Linked DNA regions of Oryzias latipes: regions 2 and 3 are each linked to region 1. A link is a contact called in public Hi-C data. All regions are on one chromosome and are shown on one strand. Each heading gives the region's core, a stretch centred on a gene start, on an enhancer-like site or on the middle of the called end of the contact. The rest is flanking DNA. Distances are from core to core; before and after follow the strand shown. Region 1 holds the start of mgst1 (microsomal glutathione S-transferase 1). Region 2 holds the start of LOC101171210 (leucine-rich repeat transmembrane protein FLRT2). Region 3 holds the start of LOC101170968 (GTPase IMAP family member 7-like).

Region 1 (3,798 bases), core at 1,257-3,756:
AATTTGCACACACCTAGTATCTGGTGAAGATGAATTTCTGGCATAGAGAATAACCCTCCACCCTAAATGGGCAGCTGTGGCTCTGGTGGTTAAGCAATGGGGGGTTTGATCCCCGCTCCCCCTAGCTAGCTGTCGTTGTGTCCTTGGGAAAGACACTTCACCGTCCCTGCCTCCAGTGTGGTTCCACTGGTGTGTGAATGTACTGGTGATGGTCAGAGGGGTCGTAGGCGCTTACTGGCAGCCACGCCTCTGTCCGTCTGCCCCATGGCAGCTGTGGCGTCAGCGTGGCGAGCTTGCAAATGTGGCATTCTCGTGTTGTTTGCATGTTTTTCACTGAAATATTATAAATATTTCATATATGAATTGCTGGCTCGAGCTGAACAAAATTATATGGTGTATGATATGAACATATCCGGAATGTGGGCGGCGTTAACAAAAAACCTCTGTTGCCAGGGAAACCCAAGGGCGACAGCGAGGGCTGGGGCAGGTAGCCGCTCGCAACTAGAATTTTATTTCTATACATTTTTTAAACGATTGCATAACAGAGGCGAGGAGCCATCTCACCTTCGAACTCTCTCGACGTCTTCGTTGGGTTTCAACGTCTTCTTTTTTTCCTCCACCGTTTTCCCAGGTGCATCTTCAGGGTTGACAAAAGACTAAAAAGGTGGAGAGAAAACAGTCAGACATGAAGGTCATGTGCCCAAAAGCAGCAGGTGAACGCAGACATCTCTGCATTTGAACCCTTTTCTGCAATTTTAAAAGGATTTCTCCTAACGCTGGATGTTGAATCACTTCCTGTTGCTCCAACTCTTTTCCGAGAAAAAGAACATTTTAAAGTCATTCCTATTATCTAAAGGCCACTCTCATCAATGCAGTACCTTAAAAAAAATACTAAAACATCAACTTTTATGTTTTAATAGTTGAAAGCTTAATCTACAGCTGGATTCGTTTTTTATGACAGCAGCTTCTCAAGGATGTTTGTCACAGTTCATCCAGATGGACTAACAATAAATACATAAGATAACCGACAAACAAAGTCATCTTGATAATATCAAACTCCATTTACAGCCAGGATTACGAACAACCACAGTCCCCCAGTTTTTAAAAATGATCAGTCACCGTGTCCTGACGTGGATAAAATCATCAATTTGTGCGAACGAAATAATTATTCACGAGATTAGTCATTCATAAACACGGATATTAGCGATACTTGGGTTTACAGCAGATACCTTCACATTGTGTGTGTCTGAGACACTGAGGAAGTTTAGAGATGAGATTTATTTATTTTAAAAAGGCTCTACAAAATCATCGGTAATCATGTCTCATTATCTGCGTTCATTCACATCCCGGTACGGTCTCCGTCCTGCCGCAAAAGCCGATTTCTGCCGTTACAAATTCATTGTTTCGAGGGAACTGAAAATTAATTTGTGGGAACGAGATTTTTTTATCCATGCCTGTGTCCATGTCAGGACACAGGCTCAGTGATTTACAGAAAACTAAACAAAACAAACGTTAAAAAAGTAAATATCTTGGGACATCGCTCATTTTGTCAAATAACTTTGGGTTAAAGTGGTGGACAAAAGTCGTCATCCAGTCGGCGATGTCCTACAGTACCCACATTTTCCCTGTCTCATTGTGTATCATTTTCTAACATTTCATTTTGATTTCTGTAAATAACTTTTGTTTTTCATTTTCAAATTTTGGTTTCTGGAATTTTGTTTGGTTTTCTAAAATGTAATGCAGTTTTTCCTGAATATTTATTCTGCATTTTTTAATTGTTGTGATCTTCAAAATGGTTTTGCATCAAGTGATTTGTTGCTGTGATTTGCACTCCAGGGCCACTGTAGAAAACTGAAGAAAGTTGAAAATATTTGGAATAATTGAGAACAAAACAATTCAGACTTGATCTCGGACTGGCAGGTATGTGGCTGAGCTTAGGCATTCCTAGTGAGAGGCAAGTTTCTGTCTGGGTCAAAACAGTAACCTGCTTATACACAGATGAAAACAGTCAACAGTTATGAGTGTGGGGGTGTCTCACCCCTCTGGTGATGCGAAAGTATCCAGTCAGAGGCCCCATCAACAGCAACTTGAGAGTGACGATGGCCGCATGGGTGGTGAAGGCCATGAACACCTGATCTTTCAGCAGCTCGGTCATCTTTGCTGATCGGAGGTTTAACTGCTGAGACAAAGTTGCTCCTCTCAGTCAGCAGAAGAGGAAAAACCATGATGCTACACAATCACATGATTGCACTGAATGTAGCACTAGTATGTGTGCTAAAACCAGGTCAGCAGCTAGAACAGTCATAGTTAAAAACAAAACAAAAAAGATCAACCTACATTACAGAGCACAGCAACAAGTAAAGCACAGAAGGGAAAGTTTTCTGCTCCACTCACCTCCTGTCGCCTCTGCAGCTGAGCGGGTCTGACTGAGTGTTTCACAATAATACTTCCTAGAAAAACCAGGGGGCGGGGCAAGAGTCTGCAAACAATCTACTTCCTGTTGGGGAAGAGTTCTGCAGATCACAGCTCAGCAGTTGCATTCCTCTGGTCTTCCCACAGAGAAATGAGCAAAGTTCCACAGCTTTTTTCTAACAAATCAGACACTTTCTGCAGTGAAGGGTCAGAAAAGATTAAACCTCAGGACACAGAAAGAGACGACAGGGACAACAAATAAATGTAGATGATCAACATGTTTGAAGTGACACTATACATGTGTGAAGCCAAAAATAGAACCTAATTAAAAAGAAATTAAGCCTTTTTTTTCCCACAAGTTGCTTTGATTTCCTGTCCAAAATAACACCGGAGGGGAAGCAACGCCCCCTTCTGACTGCTTCTGGAGAAGGCGGCCTCCCGTTGGCTCAATTTTTAAACTGTACTTGTTACCAATTACAAGTTACATTTACTGTTGTTTACAAGTGTCACAATAATCTTTTCCAAAGTAACAATGGTATATCAATTTGAGAAAATTGTTTTTCCATCCCATAATCCCATGAATGTAATCGTGACTGCCGGTTGAAGTGATTTGCTTATTGATTAACTTAAATTAGGTGTAGTTCATTCTTTCTCAAACACAGCTGTGACACCGATTTGATTTACACACGACTCTATAGATATTTGTTAAGCTAAAGTTTAGTTTCAAATGTAAATACGCTCCGGGTCAGGAGTATTTAACAAACCACTCTGAGAACAATAAACTGTGGAAACAACAGGCTCTCAGCTTCCACCCGTCTGCTCTCCACCGCTCTGACCTCGGGGATGAACATGTTTTCTCTGCTATTTTGAGCTGCTCATCAGAGCGAGTGGATCATCTGTGGGACCTTCAGAACTGGCCCCTGCTTTTCATCACAGATGATGAATGAATCTGCCTGGATCTCAGGAAAGTGTGTGTTGAGGGCTTTAAGGGCTGCTCTCTTCAGGACTCGACAGAACCCTGTGGAAATATTTTGAGAACCTCTCTGTGATTACTTGACCGTGGAGAACAGCTGCTTTCAGTTATATTAGGACTTAATGAAAAATATCATATGGATTACATCAGATTTATAAACTGTCTGAATACAGCTTGGTAGATGACTTGTCATTTTCAGTGAACAGCAAGCAGCACATACTGTGTTTGAGGATTTCCAGACCATAGATTTTATTTTATTTTTCTTTTGGAAATTCCCTAATCATTTTAACATCTTTAACTGTAATTGATATGAATACATTTTTAGTAGTTTTTTTTTATCATTTGCATTTTTGTCTTTTTTTCAATAAAAACAAGTTTCCTTTTTTGGACTCTGTTGTAATCTATACACTGTG
Region 2 (3,900 bases), core at 28-2,527, 130 kb after region 1:
GCTCGTCTGCTGGACTTTATATATGTAGTTGTAGATTTAGATAAGTTAATTCTTCTCTAAGATTTCTGGTAAATCGCCTGTCCGTCCTGGGGGAGGATCCCTCCTTCATGTGGGCACCCCTGAGGTTTCTTCGTTTTTTCCGGAATCCGTTTTTTTTGGGAGTTTTTCCTTACCGCGAAGGGGGGTCTAAGGGCAGGGATGCCAGTATAGCTTAGTCTGTTTGTTAGTTCATTTTAGTATTTTCCTATTGAACTCTTTGTATTCGTGATCCTTTTGAGTTCATGTTTTACTTCGAAGCCCATCGAGACGACTGTTGTTGTGATTTTGGGCTATACAAATAAAATTGAATTGAATTGAAAATTGAATTTTTTTTTACGATTCATTTCACTGAACCAATTCAACTGAAATCATGGAAGTGTTTCCTTACATTGTTGTTTAAACTGTAAATAAGTCACAACAATGGGTGGATAACCTGTACTTTTGCATATTAGGGAATTGTTTTAATCCTAAACTATAAACTTACTCCTTTTATAACTTTATCTTCAGATCAAAAACCATAATCAAGTCATTTTCTTTCTATCTATCTATCCATCTATCTATCCATCTATCTTCAGTGGATCTTCTGTTGACTTTCTCTCATCCTCTTGTCTCTTCATGTGATCTCAGACTCCATGATGTTGACATCAGAACTCTGCTTCTCCATTTCAAAGCTATTTGGTCCGCTTCAGCCTTTGATTGGCTTCTGAGAACCTCTATGTGAAACCAAACTAGATAAAGATCTGACAGTTATCATCATTCTCCGCCGCCCATTTACTGTAGAGTTATTTTGAAAGACTATGCGAGTCTGAAAGCAGGTCAGGTCACATTGGACTCACAGGTCACTTTTGACAAAGAAATAACCTTTTTCCATTATTTTCTTTTAGATTTAAGTGCAGAGATTTTGTGTGTGTGTGTGTGTGTGTGTGTGGGGGGGGGGGGGTTCTTCACAAGAGATATTTTAGGTCACGTAAAAATTAACATAGAAAAGTTTTTATTTGGTTGACTACGATAGTCACCTGCACAATTAACACAGTTACAGAAAGAAGGCAGAGATAACTAGAGCCTTTTCTAATCTACGGATTTATTAATTTAGCATTGTTTACTGCTAATATTATTTATTATTGATTATAATTTTTTTATTATATTATTATTATTTTACATTAAAGAAAAAAAGTCTTTGTCATCCTTAAAAAGAAGATTTTGCCAGAAGATTCACAGAATCATTTTTACTGTGTTGTATTTCTTTTCTAAATCTGAAGTGACGCTGAAATGTTAAATGAGCACGCGCGGTGAGGAAGAGGAGGGCAGTAAAAGAGAGAGAGAGGGAGGGAGTGAGCACGCGCGCACAGATGCAGGGGGTGGAAGGGTTTGGAACAGTTTTTCAGGAACATGGACCTGACACGCAGCGCAGCTGCCGGCGGAGCGGCGGTGGGACCGGAATGCGATTCTGCCACCTTGCGCGCGTTCCCGTGAGTCCTTCACTCCTGAAGGCAGCGGACGGAGTTCGGCGGCGGCTTCGGCCGGCCGCGGAGTCACAGAGGGCTGGAGGAGGATGCGGGGCGGACCGTCGCTGACCTGAGCTCTGTCCACACCTGCTCCGGCCGGATCAGGAACATGCGCGCACGGCGCGGCCGCTTGGCTGCGCGCGGGATGCGGACTCGGCGCGCCCTCTGAGCGCAGCAGAGCGCAGCGGGCGCGCGTCAGGCGGCGACACTTTTGGAGGTGAGACTTCTGAAAGTCATTTCTGACAGAAAATACAAAAACAAAATTGTACTTTATTTGTTTGAAGAAGGAACGGAAATTACTGTTAGGGATGATGTGACTTAAAGCAGCAGTTTTCTCTGAACTCATCACAGCAGAACCCTCAGCAGAACTCCTATAGTCTGTCAACAGGCTGCTCGGAACCACTGCGCCTGCAGAGAGAGAGCCACTGAAATCTGCAGGAACATACGTCTTATTCTGCATGATGCAGTGATGAAGGAACTGTGCTTTATTTAAATGCAGTGACCTTGCAGGCGCAGCAGCAGTGAGAGGCCAGGCATCGATCTCAGTTTTGTCCCCATGTGAGGAATTTGTCTCATCTTATCTGGCGGACAGGCGGCATTCATCACCTTCCTGCTGAGCTCCTCTTCTTTAGCTCAGCAAACTTTAATGAATAACAGAGGAATGCTCAGGTTTTTTTTCTGCGACGCTTCCTCTGCTCAGCAGATAACCCCCAAAATGCTCATTCTGTTTCTTATTTCCCTTCTTTAATATGTTACTTTTCTCTGATTGAAGACAAAAATCACCTCGGATCCCACTAAACTCTCACCTTTGCCCTCACTCTGTAAATACTGTGCCGTTAATGAAAGTCATGTGTTTTCCTGCTCGCTGATTCATTTTTAACTCCTCCTTCTGCATGAGGGGTTTATAAAGATGTCACTTCTTTGCTGCAGGTTTGCTGCTTCCTTTGAAGTCACAGAGAAAACTGGTCGTTTATCATCAGCTCCTGCGTCCACATGGCTTCAGTGGCGTCGAGCATTGTGTACGCAGCTGGAGACAAACAGATGGACCTTAGCGATGGATCCTGAAGGAATAATATGCGCAAGATTGTCTGTAATGATGGGAGTTTAAGGACGATTGAAGGATTAATGAGGAACTTGATCTGTATATCGTTTTGAAATGGAGATCCAGTGGCGTTCATGGAGTAAGGGCTGCGTCTCTTTCCTGAGGCCGTGGATTCCTGTGCTGCTGGGCCTCCACCTCCAGTTCTCAAGGGCCTCCAACTGTCCCGAGGAGTGCCGCTGCGAGCGAACATTTGTTTACTGCAACGAGCGCAGCCTAACCTCAGTGCCTCTGGGAATCGGCGAGGGCTACAAGACCCTCTACCTCCACAACAATCAGATCAACAATGCTGGCTTTCCGCTGGAGCTCCACCATGTGGCCTCCGTGGAAACAGTGTATCTCTACGGGAACGAGCTGGACGAGTTCCCTTTCAACCTGCCTAAAAACGTGCGGGTTCTCCATCTGCAGGAGAACAACATTCAGACCATTTCCAGAGCGGCTCTGGCGCAGCTCCTCTGGCTTGAGGAGCTGCATTTGGACGACAACTCCATCTCCACGGTGGGGGTGGAGGACGGGGCGTTTCAGGAAGCTGTGAGCCTGAAGATGCTGTTCCTCACCAAAAACCACCTGAGCAGCGTGCCTATTGGTCTGCCGGACGTCCTGAAGGAGCTGAGGCTGGACGAGAACCGGATTGCGGTAATTGCGGAGGAGGCGTTCCAGAACGTCACGCGTCTGGAGCGCCTCTTGCTGGATGGAAACCTGCTGACGGATGAAGGGATCTCTCCAGGGACCTTCCAGGGCCTGGTCACTCTGCGGGAGCTCTCTTTGGCCCGCAACTCTCTGACCTATCCCCCCTCGCTTCTTCCGGGGGAGGTCCTGGTCAAGTTAAGCTTCCAGGAAAACTTGATAACTCAGATCCCAGTGAGAGCGTTTGCAGGCCTTCACAAGCTAGAGAAGCTGGATGTGTCCAACAACCAGCTGCAGTCTTTGGCGCCGGGCATTTTTGATGGCCTCTTCAGCCTCAGGCAGCTCATGGTGAGAAACAACCCCTGGCTGTGTGACTGCAACATGGGGTGGGTGGTGTCTTGGCTGAAATCCCTGCCCGCCTCCTTAAACGTGCGCGGCTTCATGTGTCACAAACCCGAGAAGTTTCGGGGTATGGCGATCCGGGAGCTGAGTGCTGACCTTCAATGCTCACAGCCAACGTCGCCGTCTGACTCTAGACCAGGGCTTTCTGCGCCCACAAATCCATCATTGGTCCCTCGTGTCTCCAGGAGACCCGCTCTCACACTCCCCACCCTCTACCCCATCTACACC
Region 3 (3,946 bases), core at 478-2,977, 250 kb after region 1:
GTTAAAGTTGTTATCCAGCTTTAAATGTAAAAATTCAAGTTTTCTACTTATTCTTTCTCATTCTCTCAGGAAAACTGAAATAAAACTTTTTTCATGTTTATTTCAGACTATAAGCGACACAAGATGAATCTTTATGCAACACTGACATCAAGTGGCCACATGGAGGTACTGCACCATTCACAAACCAAGATTCTGCTCTACGATTTTACTGCACTTCTTTTTTTTTTTTTTACTTTATTTTTTAGATATTTTTATTAACACAGAATACAGCTTTTCCTGTAAGAACAAAAGCAAAGGAAACAAAAAGAAAGAGAAGGAAAGCAAAAGCAGACGTAAGTAGCAGGGAGCAACTAAAACATTGTTTCAAGACCGGACCGAGGGAGCTGAGTATTGTGTCCATTTCTTCCATCGATCTTCGAGGTTTTGTGCCTCTAGCCTTAAGTAATATGTTATCTTCTCCATGGAGAAAATTTCCTCCATAATGTCTCTCCATTGCTGCAGTGTTGGCGTTTCACTTCTCAATCAGTTTCTTGTTATTGCCTTTTTACAGGCTAGTATCATCACCTTGAACAGGTATTTGTCTTCTGGTCGAATGACGTCCATCGATAGGCCAAAGAAAAATATCTGTGGGTCCATGACTATCTCACATACTAGGATATCCCGAAAGGTTTTGACCATAATTTTCCAGAAAGGAGAAATATTTCCACATGACCGGAAGATTTTTCTGCACTTCTAAATGTTCGAACAATTCTCTACTTTCATTTCTTTAGGGGTTAGGGTGTGTGTGTTTCTGCAACTTTAGGTTCTGGATACTTGTTTTGTATGGCTTCTGACAATCAATTAATAACTGCTACTGTATGTCCAACATCCATGTCATCCAGTCATCCATCTTCTTAACCCGCTGAATCTCTTTCGGGCTCCAGGGGTTGCTGGAGCCGATCCCAGCTATTGTTGCACAAAGTGGGGGTAGATCCTGGACGAGTTGCTTTGCTTCTCATTTTGGAAACGACTCCCAACTTCAGTGCATGAGACATTTTCATATTTAAAGTTGAACTGAAGATTTAAAGTTGAGGCTGCCCTGGTGTCCCTCTAGGTATACAATTGTCTCTTCAGATGTTTTAGCTAGTGTTCTGTCTCTTTCTAAAAATCTTTAGGTCTACATGTTTGAGGCAGAAAAAAACAGTTGTTTTACCACTAAACTAAAACGCAATGTTCGGATTTCAGCTTTGCGGTTACACAACAACCAGACTTGCAAAGAAGTTAGAAATATTTTTCAGAACTAAGTCACAGAACTCGAATACAAAAAGGTCTTTGTGAACAATTGCACAAAACAAGATGGTTAAAGCAACTGACAGAAATATGTTTATGTGACCAGATGTGACAAGGAATGTGTATGTGTGTGTGTGGGTGTGTGGGTGTGTGTTTGGAGGTTTATCCATCTAACCAAACATAAAAAGATCAGTAAACAAGTCTAACGAGTCTGTTTGCATGAATTTTTACTGTTTGTGACTCATCTTAGCGGAGCTGAACATTCCCGGCAAAGACAAACAAAAATTTTAAAAATAAAATTCATCAGAACCTCAAATGAGTTTATCACAACAAAAATAAAAATATATATAAATAAAATGCTTCCCTTGCAATACTTTTAAATCTTGGGTTCAAAAACTATAACAGAAAAGCAAAAAGAAATCTGAGTAATAGCTGAGATAACACTGTTTTTTTAAGTTTGTACATCCTTATTTGATAAATGATCATCTCTCCTGATAAGATATAGATTCTTTCCTAAAAAAATTTTTGCATAGTTAATCAGTTTGTGTTATTAAAGCGAAGGTTCCGATTGCAAATGTTGCTGTATAATATCAGGTAAGTGACGGTCTGGAACGCCTGAACCCCTTCAGATGGCAGAGTGAGACGCAGTGGAAGGAAAGTTCACGTCATTCGTGGACTTTAGAGGACACTGCTGCTTCCAAAGCTTATTTAAGCTGTCAAATCTGCTATTGTGCTTTTGCTAGAAGAACCTGCCCTTTTTCCGACCCATGCTCCAAACATGACAGGCATGTCCCCAGTCTGGTCTGACCACTTGCTGGAAGAGGTTCCTCCACCTCCAAACGCTGCAGAGCTCAGTCACAAAGACTCCATCTCATATGTCAGCGCAACTACTCCAACAAGCAGACAAAAGAATGCTTTTAGCCTTATCTTAACGTCACACCAAAATCTATTTTCCTACTAGTGCTTCCTTGTTTGGATTTTTTTGAAAAAGGGACTTGCACACAAGGAAATCAGAAAACGCAGATCAATCCAGTCGTGTGCAGGAACATCGGAGCTCTCAACATGTACGCACCACCGCCACCACAGCCTCAAGGTAAGCTTGATGAAATGACAAAAATATATGCAAAAACACAAAAATGTTTGTGTAGAAAACATTGTATAACTTGATTGGATGGATTCAGCAGCTTTCTGTTGTTTGAATATGTTTTTTTTATATTCTTTTTATTCTTTTTTTTTGCGTAGGATTTGCTCTTTCTAGAGTAATATCTAAATAATAGATGCATTTAGTTTATTGGTATTAATCCACAAACTATAGCTATGAATATCAAATGAATGGAATCTAATATTTGAGAAGCTCTGAAAAACAACATATAAATCAGATGAATTAGCTTAATTAAATTGTCTTTCTTTCAGTTTAGTTAAGGTGCTTTATCTGATTCTGCCCTGTTGACTTTATTTTGCTTGTTGCCTTAGGAGCAATAGTTCTTCATGCGATGATGCCTCAATGAAGGAATTTAATAATTGGCCGTCGCCCAGTGTCAGTTGGGAAAAGCTCCCCTTAACTCTGATCTGGACATAGCAGGAGTTGATGACAGATGGGTTTATTTTTGTGCATGGATGATTTCTTCCTAAATAAAAAATAAAAATAATAAAACTGACATCTGTTTGCCTCACTGCTTCGGGATTTCAGATTTATCAGACATGAAAATGAGCAAACACAATAACTCATTGTTTCAGCTTTTACTTTGACTTTTTTGTAATAAACTTTTATGATTACCTCAATAGAGGCCAGTGCCTTTTATTGAATAGCTGGTCTAATATGACCATGCTACCATATTTTAAAGCCCAACGGCTAAACTCAGACAGAAAATCCCCTCAAGGTACGTAAACTGCCAGGTAACCTTCTACTTAGAAACCTCTAAGGTCCCACAACTCTTTAGTTTAAAGCTTTTTACTACTTTCCTCAAAGGGCTTGTCTCTCCAAGGATAGCTGGAACCAAAATAATAAAAACAAAATCAGGGTCTGTAACCTGAGGGTCCAGAGTCACAAATCAAATCAAACTTTATTTGTATAGCGCTTTTACAACGCAAGCTACTCAAAGTGCTTTACATAAAAACATAATCAGATTTAAAGACAAAAGGACAAGACAAGCAAATATTTTTTTCCCCCCCCCCCCCCCCCTTCACACACACGCACCTATACACACACACCATGATAAAAAGAATGATGAAATGATGCAATGGAAGAATGGCTCCTTAACCCCTCAACTGTGCCTGAAAACATAAAATGATAGTAATTTTATATATATACATATTTATATATATATATATATATATATATATATTTGAATTTGTGATTAAGATGCTTCTATAGCAATGAAATAAACTGTAAAGTTTTATACACCACTGCCGACATTACACTAAATCAAGTGGCTATGAATTAACAACCAGTGAATTCACAGGTTTTAAATCTTGACTAAAACTTTAGTTAAAGTCTAGAAAAAGTTGAAATCACATATTCAGGTTACCAGCAGTAAAAAGAGGATGAAGACACACCAAGGTAAACTTAAGGGTGAATAACAGGAGAAATGACATTTTTGACTGGCGTTGCATAAGATTTCAATGAAAAACATTTGCTGCCGTAGGATGATCCTGTCCTGCACATTTTTATATTATA

Evidence for each region. Hi-C and Micro-C count contacts between places; a contact is called where the count stands out from the background.
Region 2: a contact with region 1 is called in a Hi-C map of embryo, with 1.8 times the contacts expected there. The contact joins the promoter of LOC101171210 here to the promoter of mgst1 in region 1.
Region 3: a contact with region 1 is called in a Hi-C map of embryo, with 2.4 times the contacts expected there. The contact joins the promoter of LOC101170968 here to the promoter of mgst1 in region 1. A contact is called at or near these places in 5 of 5 Hi-C or Micro-C datasets (embryo, fibroblasts and gastrula embryo).

What each region holds. Positions count from the first base shown.
Region 1 is chr22:4,199,351-4,203,148 of ASM223467v1, reverse strand. mgst1 (microsomal glutathione S-transferase 1) reads right to left here and starts at 2,506. Exons shown (of 4, transcript XM_011490148.3): 1 at 2,395-2,506; 2 at 2,039-2,179; 3 at 565-656. The coding sequence starts at 2,155.
Region 2 is chr22:4,066,514-4,070,413 of ASM223467v1, reverse strand. LOC101171210 (leucine-rich repeat transmembrane protein FLRT2) reads left to right here and starts at 1,277. Exons shown (of 2, transcript XM_023951900.1): 1 at 1,277-1,761; 2 at 2,475-3,900. The coding sequence starts at 2,701.
Region 3 is chr22:3,952,868-3,956,813 of ASM223467v1, reverse strand. LOC101170968 (GTPase IMAP family member 7-like) reads left to right here and starts at 1,727. Exons shown (of 2, transcript XM_020713711.2): 1 at 1,727-2,362. The coding sequence starts at 2,332.